Regions from separate parts of the Zea mays genome. Here region 1 is linked to region 2. A link is a contact called in public Hi-C data. All regions are on one chromosome and are shown on one strand. The core of a region is the stretch at or near the end of the contact, and the rest is flanking DNA. Distances in the headings are between cores, read along the strand shown. Region 1 holds the start of LOC100274227 (40S ribosomal protein S7). Region 2 holds the start of LOC100283706 (glycosyltransferase 5).

Region 1 (5,123 bases), core at 1,580-4,079, 260 kb before region 2:
GTGCCTTTGTGATTAAAACAGATCACAAATCTCTGACTTATCTTGGAGATCAGCAGTTACAGTCTGATCTGCAGAAGAAAGCCATGACCAAGCTTATGGGCTTGCAGTTTCAGGTGGTGTATAAAAAGGGCACAGAGAATGTAGTGGCGGATGCCTTATCAAGGGTGGAGCATATGATGGGGTTGTCTGTTCTCTCTGAAATTCAGCCTATATGGATTCAAGAAGTAGTGAACTCGTATGCCACAGATGAGGATGCACATCAATTGATCACTCAACTGTTAATTCAGAGCCCGGATGAACAGGGGTTTTCTTTGCAGCAAGGTATTATCAGAAAAGCAAACCGGATCTGGATTGGGTGCAACTCAGCTCTGCGCACTAAACTAATTGCAGCACTGCATGATAGTGCAGTTGGAGGGCACTCTGGAATTCAAGCAACGTATCAGAGGGTAAAGAAGGTGTTCTGGTGGAAGGGTTTAAAAAATGATGTGACACAGTATGTGCAGCAATGTGCAATCTGTCAAAAGGCCAAGGCTGAGAGGGTGCACCCCGCAGGGCTGCTACAGCCTTTACCAGTTCCGCAAGGTATTTGGGAAGAGGTGACTATGGATTTCATAGAAGGGTTACCAAAGTCTGAGGGGTTTGATACCATTCTGGTAGTGGTGGATAGATTCTCGAAATACAGTCATTTCCTTCCTCTAAAGCACCCCTTTACTGCTAAAGGAGTTGCTCAAGTATTTCTCGAGAATGTGGTGAAGTTGCATGGGGTTCCAAGATCTATAGTGTCTGACAGAGACAAGGTTTTCACCAGTGCCTTTTGGAAAAATCTATTCCAACTTATGGGAGTGAAGTTGCTGATGTCCACTGCATATCACCCTCAAACTGATGGTCAGAGTGAGCGAGTGAATCAGTGCTTGGAAATGTATCTCAGGTGTGCTGTACATGACCAACCTAACAAGTGGAAGAGCTGGCTCGCTTTAGCTGAGTACTGGTATAATACTACACATCATTCGGTGTTGGGATGTACACCCTTCAAAGTGTTGTATGGCTATGAAGCACCATTGCTTGTTGCACCAAAAACGCTGGGCATGGAAGATAGGGAGATAGCTGACTGGTTTGCTGAAAGGAATGCATTTTCAATCATGTTAAAGGAGCAGTTAGCACGCGCTCAGCTTCGCATGAAGCAGTATGCTGACAAGGGCAGAACTCCCAGGGAATTTCAAGTGGGCGATCTGGTTTTGCTGAAGTTACAACCTTATGCACAAAAGACTGTGGTGAACCGATCCTGTCCTAAATTGGCATTTAAGTACTTTGGTCCTTTCAAGGTGATATCAAGGATTGGGGAGGTGGCATACAAGCTGGAATTACCTGGGAATGCACAAGTACATCCGGTTTTTCATGTGTCACAACTGAAGCCATTTCTGCCCTGTTATTCTCCAGTTTTCTCAGAGCTACCTCCTGCGGTGGATTTGTCTCAAGGGGGTATAGAGCCAGAGCAGGTCCTTGATCGAAGGATGGTGAGAAAGGGCAATCGAGCTATTGTTCAAGTGCTGGTGAAATGGAGTGGGGTACCTAAGGAAGCTGCAACATGGGAGGATTATGCAGTGGTCAGGGCACGGTTTCCAGAGGCAAACGCTTGGGGACAAGCGTTATCTGAGGCCCGGGGAGATGTCATGACTGAAGACGCGGACTGAAATGGATCTGCGGGAGATGGAGTGGCGCGAAGACTGGTGGACCGAGGTCAGCCAGCCAGGCATTTCTATTTCGTTGTTAATGGAGTCTGTAATGGAGTTGTGGGCTGTTAAGCCGTATTAGTGCCATCTTGGGCCGTAAATAATAGACCAGGGAGTTGTTGGTGTGCCTGTAAGTATTGTACTCGGTGCTTTGAGCCAGACATGCAAAATCAGAAAGGAATCAAATCTGTTGAAACTACCCAACCACTTATCTCTGTTCTTCTCTGCTTGTCTTGCGTCTCACGTCGCGGTGATCTCTACCGCTGGCAAGGGTCGTGACACAAGCAAGACGAAGCTGGACCATCTCAGCGTCGGTAGCAAAAGCTAGAACTCGTCTACGGTGATGCCGCCCCTGACGACCTCATAGTCGTCTAGGTTTAGGGTCTAAGCTACTTATTTGGGACGGGAGGGTTTAGGGTTTTCCGGACGGGAGATCTCCTTGTTGGCCCTCTGCCCCAGCCAGTAAGTGCCCACCTTGTTCTTGATCTCGTCCATCTATCGTCTCCTTCCTCTCTACAAACAGGCGATCGAGCGGCACCGGCGATCTCTCTGCTGCTGCCGCTGCTCCGGTGTTCCCTCCTGCGTACGATCTCTTGCTCTGATTCTAGGTTAACTTCTTTGCTACGCGGAGACGGAGAAGAAAGGAATCGTGGGAGGTGTGTCCTAGTTCACCAGGTCGCGCGTTGGGCGCGAGCGCGACCGGATCAAAGCGAGAAGCGGCGAGGAAGATGTGTCCTCCACCGCCGAGCAAAAGCGACAGCTCTTTCCTCTTCGTATGGGAAAAAACCGGCAGCTGACGACAGACGTGTGTAACTCGACGACATATTTCGTCACGTCACGTCTCGTCTCGCCTCTTCCCTTCATCACTTCCTGAAACCTCCGCCGTGAACGAAGCGAAGCCTTTCGGTGATACAATTGAGCCAGAATGCTATGGGCCTAAGATGCACAAGCGTAACACACCTCTCAAGTCGGGCCACAAAGTAGGCTTCGAAAATATTCGGCCACCCAGCCTTGTCGGCCCACTATCCGGGGCTAGGGTTTTAACCAAGCGTATAAGAGCTCCCACTCGCGCAGACACCCAAGCCTCCACCAAATTAAACCGCCGGCGCCTCCACTTCGCGTTCTCGCCTCATCTCCTCCCGCTCAGGTATCCATCCCTGCCCCCTAGTCTATCGTCGACCTGGCCGCCCGTTCTCTGCTTACCATCTCCCTTTGCGCTGTTTGCTGATCCGTGCTCTCCTTTTCGAATTTCCTCCGCCGCTGCAGGATCCGGCGGCGAAGGTAAGGCAAGATGTACACCGCGAGGAAGAAGATCCAGAAGGATAAGGGCCTTGAGCCCTCCGAGTTCGAGGACTCCGTCGCCCAGGTGAGCCGAGCTCTAATCCCCTTCTCTCCCCTCCCGTTATTGCGCTTTTATTCTTCGAAATGCTGCTGCTGTGTTGGGTTGCCCACGTGTCGGGGTTGTGATGTGCTTTCGGCCGGTTTTGTTGTACCTGCAGGCTTTCTTCGACCTGGAGAACGGTAACCAGGAGCTCAAGAGCGACCTCAAGGACCTTTACATCAACGGTGCTATGTAAGCTTACGCCCTTTGAGATGTAGAAGCCTGTGGTGTATGGCTGTGACATTCGGTGACGATGCTTGTCGTGACTCTGCAGCCAGCTGGATGTTGCCGGGAGCAGGAAGGCTGTTGTGATCCACGTCCCATACCGCTTGCGTAAGGCCTTCAGGAAGATCCATGTCAGGATCGTCAGGGAGCTGGAGAAGAAATTCAGCGGCAAGGTGAATTTCTCGTTTTTTTTGGTTTTACTGCTGCTGTCCGAAGTGTATATGCTAATTGTAGCAACTGCATAAGCTTGAACGGGGTAATGGATTTAGTTGCATTGAGATAACATACATGTATGCAACTTATGTTGATCATGGTTATTAAAGCGGTAAAACGTTACGAACCACCTTTTTAACATTTAACGTTTAAACGAATGCTGAAACGTCTTTTCAGACATTTCAAAAAATTTCAATTATAGAATATGTTCATACAAAAGCTAAGTACTTAAGTTCACAAAACAAAATGAAACAGATCAAGTTCAACCACACAAGTTACAACTTGTATCTATGATCAGTAACCATTAACTCTTGATGACTGAAAGTCTGAAACTAGAGAGGGCGTCACTGTTTGAACTGGAAGACTGAACCTAGAACTCTTGATGATTGAAAGTCTAAAACTAGGGAGGGCGTCGCTTCACTGGCCTGGCAGTGCTGGATTGTTGGAGGATGGAGAGGGAGGAGGGGGCAGAGGAGAGGAGAGGAGGGAGGCTGTGGGCTCTGGACGCAACCGGAGGGAGGGCGGCAGGCAACAGTGGATGCTGGAACCTGAGGAAGGGCGACAGGCGACGCTGGAGATGGATGCGGGTGGGTGGCGACGACCCTGGAGGAGAGGAGTCGGGCGGCGGCGCTGGAGGAGGGAGTCGGGCGGTGGTGCTAGCAGGACCTGGAGGAGAGGATGGAGGCGGGCAGCTGCGCTAGCAACAGCACAAAAGGAGAGTATGTGAACACACATAACGTCCTGAACACGCATAGAACGTATGAAAACGAGAAAACGACGTTTAAACGTGATAAACAGACGTTCTTCATGTTTTTGCTAAAACGACCGGACGTTCTAAACTCTATCCACATTTTTTTGTTTAAACAATGCTTAAACGACGTTTAAGCGACATTTTAATAATAATGATGTTGATTTTCAGGATTAGGATATGTAGCACCGAAGTTGCCATCCTATTGTAATTCTATTACCCTTGCATAAAATTGGTTGACATGAACAAACTAGCTGTTGTCACTGTCGATTATCAATAATGTCGTTGATATTTGTATTGCATCCTTTTGGTTCATTCAACCATTCCAATGTTTGAATTATTTGTTGGCGAAACAAGCAGAAGCTTCTGACCCCGCTTTACCGCTCTGTAGTTTTCTTTCATATTAGACCTGCATACTTCACCTTTTATTTTTCTCGCACCTATGTTTCTCTTTCTTTCGTTAGTGCTTGGCTTGGTGTCTGTCATATAGATATATGTTTTGACATAATATGCACTTTTTATGAGACTGTTGGTTATTGTGGTTATTCTTGTACCATAGCATATGTTAGAAACTTTTAGATTATCTTGTTTGATTTGCAACGTTAGTCAAGTTCGCAAGAATACTTATCACGCATATTACATGCCACAGGATGTGGTAATTGTTGCCACAAGGAGGATCGTGAGGCCGCCCAAGAAGGGTTCAGCTGTTCAGCGCCCTCGCACCAGGACTCTGACTGCTGTCCATGATGGCATCCTGGAGGATGTTGTCTTCCCAGCTGAGATTGTGGGGAAGCGTGTCAGGTACCGTCTGGATGGTGCCAAGATC
Region 2 (5,466 bases), core at 2,067-4,566:
TGTTCGTCTGCATCGTCGTTTCCTTCTTTTTAATCTGTTTGTTCCCTTGCAGGCTATGCATGGTGTTGTTGGCTTCTACAAGGAGAACACCGAAATAATCGCTGAGACATTTACATCGCTTGGGTTCAACGTGTACGGTGCCAAGAACGCTCCTTACGTGTGGGTGCACTTCCCTGGCCGCAGTTCGTGGGATGTGTTCGCCGAGATCCTGGAGAAGGCGGATGTGGTCACTACTCCTGGCAGTGGATTCGGACCGGGCGGCGAAGGCTTTGTGAGGGTCAGCGCGTTCGGGCACAGAGAGAACATCATCGAAGCCGCGAGGAGATTAAAGCAGCTGTACAGGTGAGCACTGATGCAGCTTCTGTGCCCCTCTTATAAAGAAAGATGGTATCAATAAGAACTCGACAGCATTTGGGACACCAGACGTCCAGAAGTAGAGGTGATGCATGATTTAATTCGCTAAAATTAAGTCAAATCGCTTCTTCGTATGTAAATAATAATAGTACCCAGCGAAGGGCGGGTCTCGTAGAGTAGCATGAGTTATCAGATAACGGATTTGAAACGGTCTTTCTACAATTATGAAAAAGGTTTGCGTCGGTTTATTATCCTTACATCAGATCTACCAAACCTCTCATATCTCGCTGCTCGTTAAGTTACCTGGTCATGGATTTGAATCAGTCTCACCATATTCATGGAATAGTCCTGTGTCTATTTGTCCTTGCATCAGACCTATCAAACCTCTGTAAGAGCCTCCGATACTATTCTTTGGCAGTGGTACGCCAGTATCTATGGAAGTTGACCACCTAGAAAAGAGGAGAAAAGATGACTGATTGGAGTACGAGCTGTAATTACCTCGGCACGGAGATAGGCGAATCGTTGATTTCGTAGGATCAATTTTATAATTTTCCTGACACAGGTTGCTGAAGAATCATATAGTTTCCAGATCCATATGCACTTCTGCGGCGATGCTGTTCACACTTCACAGATGCCTACGAAATTCTGCTGGGATCCAACAGAAGGCAGCATGCATTGATAGGCAAGCTATTCCCCGGTAATGGAAAGACCATACAAATCTATCTCCAGTTATTTGCACAACCCCGCATCAGCACTGGCACTGATTCCATCGACAGTAGCGATCGATTTTGAAACCAAGGAACTGTTGTCGAATCTTCCGACGATAATAATATCAAGAAGTCCCTGCCAAGCTAACAGCACCATGTCACTGCATTGACTACAACCAGTTGCAGTTGCATTCCACTGTAAGAAGTGCTGTTAAGGTAAACTCGTCACGATGTTAATGGAAGCTTGCAATACAAAAGTCAGCATAACAGTACTTCTAAAAGAACATAAGCTTGCCCGTCATGGTAACAAAATTCATCCTAGCAAGCCTTTTGCGCGTTTTGGTGATCGATTATATATACACACCAAGCTTGATTTAAGAACACCTACAGGGCTATTACCACACTTTGGCCTTCTCCAGCACTTTATATCTCACCTCCTATTGTATAAACAGTAGAGTCTAAGTATACACAGTCTACTAGAGAGTGGAGACAGCCTAACATAAATCCCGGCAATAATAAAAAAAACAGGAAACTCCATTGAAATCTATCATTGAACCAATAACTTGAGTTCATCCATTAACTCATTTGTACGTGTAAGACATAACTTATGCCAATAAATAAACATAACATAATTCTCCTAACACCTCACATTACAACAAAGATATCCATCCCATGACCCCAACCCAAACTTCTGTCGTCACCCGATTCTACAAAAAAGAACACTTTGGATTATAGACCCAACAGGATCTAGAACGAGCCAACAAAATAAACAAGTGGAACTGTACTCTAATTATCATGTGGAAGTCTTCACAGCCTTGAATGCTGGATGAAGCAGCCCAAGCTCATCCTTCGTCTCAAGCGGGTTGCTGGTCTCGTTCCTGATCCTCTTCACTCTCCTGCTTGCTAGTGACTTGTGTGTGAACCCATACATCTGCAAGATCTGGTTATCCCCAAAATTGAATGCACGGTCCATGTTCTTGAGGCATCGCTCGACAGGGTAGTCTCCAAATTTGCCGCATGGCTTGCACCCGACAAAATGTGTGACGAGCGGCCACCGGTGATCACCTAGCCCTGGCTTGTAGTTCTCAAGCATCTCCTCATACCTGTCGACCAAGATCCCCCAGTAGCCGTGGAGGTAGTACCCATTCTCAAGGTAAACCTTATCACCCCATTTCTCGCGCTGTGTCGCGAGGATGTACACCATGGCCGACTGATCATCGGCCTCGAATACTGGCCGATCCTTCAAGGACTTGGTCAGCACCTTGCCGGCCTCGATGCGGACAGGGCCCTTTGGCCCCATTGGCGCCCAGGTATCCAGCATATCAAGCGACCACTGGCAGTTGCGCAGCAAGAAGCTGCCGGTGTTGAGCCCAATCCAGTTCTTGTCGTCGTAGACCATCTCGTCCCAGCCGTGCATGATCAGGTTGTATGGCCCGTAGCGCTCCCACGGGAGCTCGAACGCCATGTCGGTGAACATGGCGTCAGAGTCCATCCACCAGAGGAACTCGACCTCCGGGTGCGCGAGGAGCAGCGCCCGCATGAGCGGGAGTTTGGCCCAGAAGCCGGCCATCTCGGCGTCGAGCAGCGCCATGTTGTAGAAGACCTCGATGCCGTGGACGCGGCAGTAGTCCATCTTGTTCTTGATGGACTTGAGGAGGTAGTGGTCCCCGACGGGGTTCTCGCAGGGCTTGGGCGAGGACCCCGTGACGAGCAGCACCCGTGGCTTGATGTCGTTGAGGAAAGGCGGCGTCTCCGGGTGGCGGCGGTGCCAGGCGGCGCGCTGCTCGTCCCAGTCGGAGATCTTGGGCCCCAGCGTGTAGGGCGGGTCCCTGAGCGACCTCGGCGGTGGGTCGGGCTCGTCGCGGCGGCCGGAGGAAGACGAGGACGAGGACGACGTGGTGGTGGTGGAGGCCCTGGACCTGGCGTCGTGGTGCTCCGCGAGCGCCCGGTGCGGGTGGGAGACGAAGTGCTGGCGGAGCTCGATGAGGTCCTGCTGCGGCGTGCCGAAGCGGCCGGCGCCGACGGTGCCGCGGAGCACAACTACGGTGAGGAGGAGGCAGACGACGGTGAGCTTGGCGTTCCGCGCGAAGCGCTGGATCTGCCGCATCCGGCGCTCGCCGACCACCCTCTCCGCCCACATTTTGGCCCCCTCCGTCGGCCACACTCCTTGCAGACGACCCAGGAATCGAAACGCAAGAGCCCAAACAGGGGTCCTAGTCCTAGCCGGACACGGTGCGGCGGCGGGCAATGCGGCCGCCGCGGGACTGGGGACTGGTTAGAGGGGGACGAGCCGGAGGAGGTTTTTGAAGCGCGGACGCGGAAGAGGAATTAATAAGTGTGGTGACGGTGAGTGTGCCGGCCCCGCCCGCCCGACCGCGAGTGAGCACGCACGTTGTGGGGGCAGGGGAGTCAGGGTCAGGGAGGCGCCTCGGGGAGCGGATTGCGTTGGCTGCCTGGGCGGGGAGGTGGGCGACGGATGGAGAAGGGGATCGAAATCGAATCAACCCCGCCGCAGATCGGGGGAGAAGGGGAGGAAGAAGAAGAGGAGGGGTGGAGGTGGTCACAGAGAGAGACGAAGGTAGAAAGAATGAGGCGGAGCGCAGAACGACGCGGACACGAGATGCGATGCTTCTAGGATGACTTTTTCATCCCCGCTGTCGCCTGCCTCAACACACGGTTGGTTAATTAAAGCAATTGATCTCTGTTTACCTTGTGGTTTGCTTCATATAAGGTGGGTCCATGGGGAGTGGGCCCGGATGAGAGGGTTTAGGGTACGGACCGCGTGCAGGTGTCGGTTAATTTACTCAGGTTATTAATCGGTTGATTTCCTTCATGACGGTGGCATGGGAAGTACTTGCCGAGCTTGCAGGTTGATGGATGGGTGTCGGGTTTTGACTTTTGAACCCTTTTTTATTTGATTTGGACCGCCCTCCTGCTCCCGTGTACAGATTTCGTATATATAGGTGTAAATTCGATGAGAAAAGAGAGCACTTATGAGCCATGGAAGCATGACAAATCCGATCCACGGAATTCGTCAAAGCTCAAAAGTAACATGCGTACGTTACAAAAGGTAAAAGATGAACGTGGTATTGCTTGGAAAAGGATTTGCTGTGACGGTGACCCGCCCGCGCCCGCCGGATGCACTGCCAGTTGTAGACAGGCCAGGGTGAGGGTGGGAGATTGCAGCCTGCACATGCACATGACGCGGTGACTTTTTCCAACGTACTAGATGACAAATCTATCCGCGTCCCCATCCTTCTGACCCCACCCTCACCCACGATAAACTTCCTCTCCACCCGTTCCCGCCGACGTGTGGGTCACCATACCATCCTTAGTCCCACTTGTCATCTGGGAGCAGAGTGCGTGTTCCATCTAGTAAGTACATACATATTATTGATCTGGGCGTGTCGGTCGTGGATCTTTCGTTTACTGCCTCGTCGATTTGATTAACGGCGAGGGCGACGGCGAGCAATTAACGGACCGTCATGATTTTAGTACTCGCCAGCAATAGGGGCTGCGTGTGTCGGCAAATTGGAGTTGCTACAGTCCTTAGGCTATCCGCACTCACACTACTCTAAATTCGTACTCTAAAAAGAATATTCTATCCTCGTCAGCAAAACTATCTACTCTATACCACAATCATCTGCGATCATATTTACTCTATATTTTAACTCTATACTAAATACCATATATTATATTATTTTTTCCACTTCACTTGTTTCGCTGTACGCACTTCACTTGCTCATCTGTGCATGCGTGGAGCACTCCGGCGTCCGGTATGCAGTCGTTGACAGAGTGCAGTCCACGCCATATTTGAGGTAGGAGGCTGCCTCGGTGACAGTGCAGTCGGGTTTGCAGTCGTCCGCTGCAGCGTCGCGATGACTCTAAAGGCTTTACAGTCCGACGACTGCGGATAGCCTTATGGCGCGTTCGTTTATGCGTTTTCGATTTGCTTAAAGGGGTGTTTGTTTTCTATGTATGTGTAATTTTTAGTTCATCCATTTTATTTTATTTTTATCCATAAATTGTTAAATATAAAAGATAAAAAATGAAATAAAATATAGAAACTAAAAATTAGTCCTAAAAACTTATAGGGTGTTTGGTTTGAGGAATGAGCTAATCCATCATCTTCTCACTCCTCACTATTTTTGTTTGGTTTGTGGAATGGAATGAGTTGATCCATCACCACCTCATTCCTCATAGTTAGTTAGTTAGTACTAATATGAGGAATGAGGTCATCCCACCAAATTTGAGGAATGAACTCATGATGCACCACCTAAATTTGGATGTAGTGATTCCTTAAACCAAATATATCATAAACACCCTAAGTGAGTGAGCGGCACAAATTGTAAGTACGTCCCAGCACGTGACATCACCATGGACTAGTTTCGCTGAGCTACGTGTA

What was found. A called contact is a pair of places that touch in the nucleus more often than the background predicts.
Region 1: a contact with region 2 is called in a Hi-C map of tassel, with 2.4 times the contacts expected there. The contact joins the promoter of LOC100274227 here to the promoter of LOC100283706 in region 2. A contact is called at or near these places in 2 of 25 Hi-C or Micro-C datasets (ear and tassel).

What each region holds. Positions count from the first base shown.
Region 1 is chr9:143,157,476-143,162,598 of Zm-B73-REFERENCE-NAM-5.0, reverse strand. LOC100274227 (40S ribosomal protein S7) reads left to right here and starts at 2,829. Exons shown (of 6, transcript NM_001148598.1): 1 at 2,829-2,877; 2 at 2,997-3,096; 3 at 3,230-3,303; 4 at 3,386-3,509; 5 at 4,947-5,123. The coding sequence starts at 3,022.
Region 2 is chr9:142,892,885-142,898,350 of Zm-B73-REFERENCE-NAM-5.0, reverse strand. It overlaps LOC100283706 (glycosyltransferase 5), which reads right to left and starts at 3,316. Exons shown (of 1, transcript NM_001156605.2): 1 at 1,652-3,316. The coding sequence starts at 3,201. The coding sequence ends at 1,855. LOC103639249 (probable LL-diaminopimelate aminotransferase, chloroplastic) reads left to right here. Exons shown (of 12, transcript XM_020544312.2): 12 at 53-611. The coding sequence ends at 346.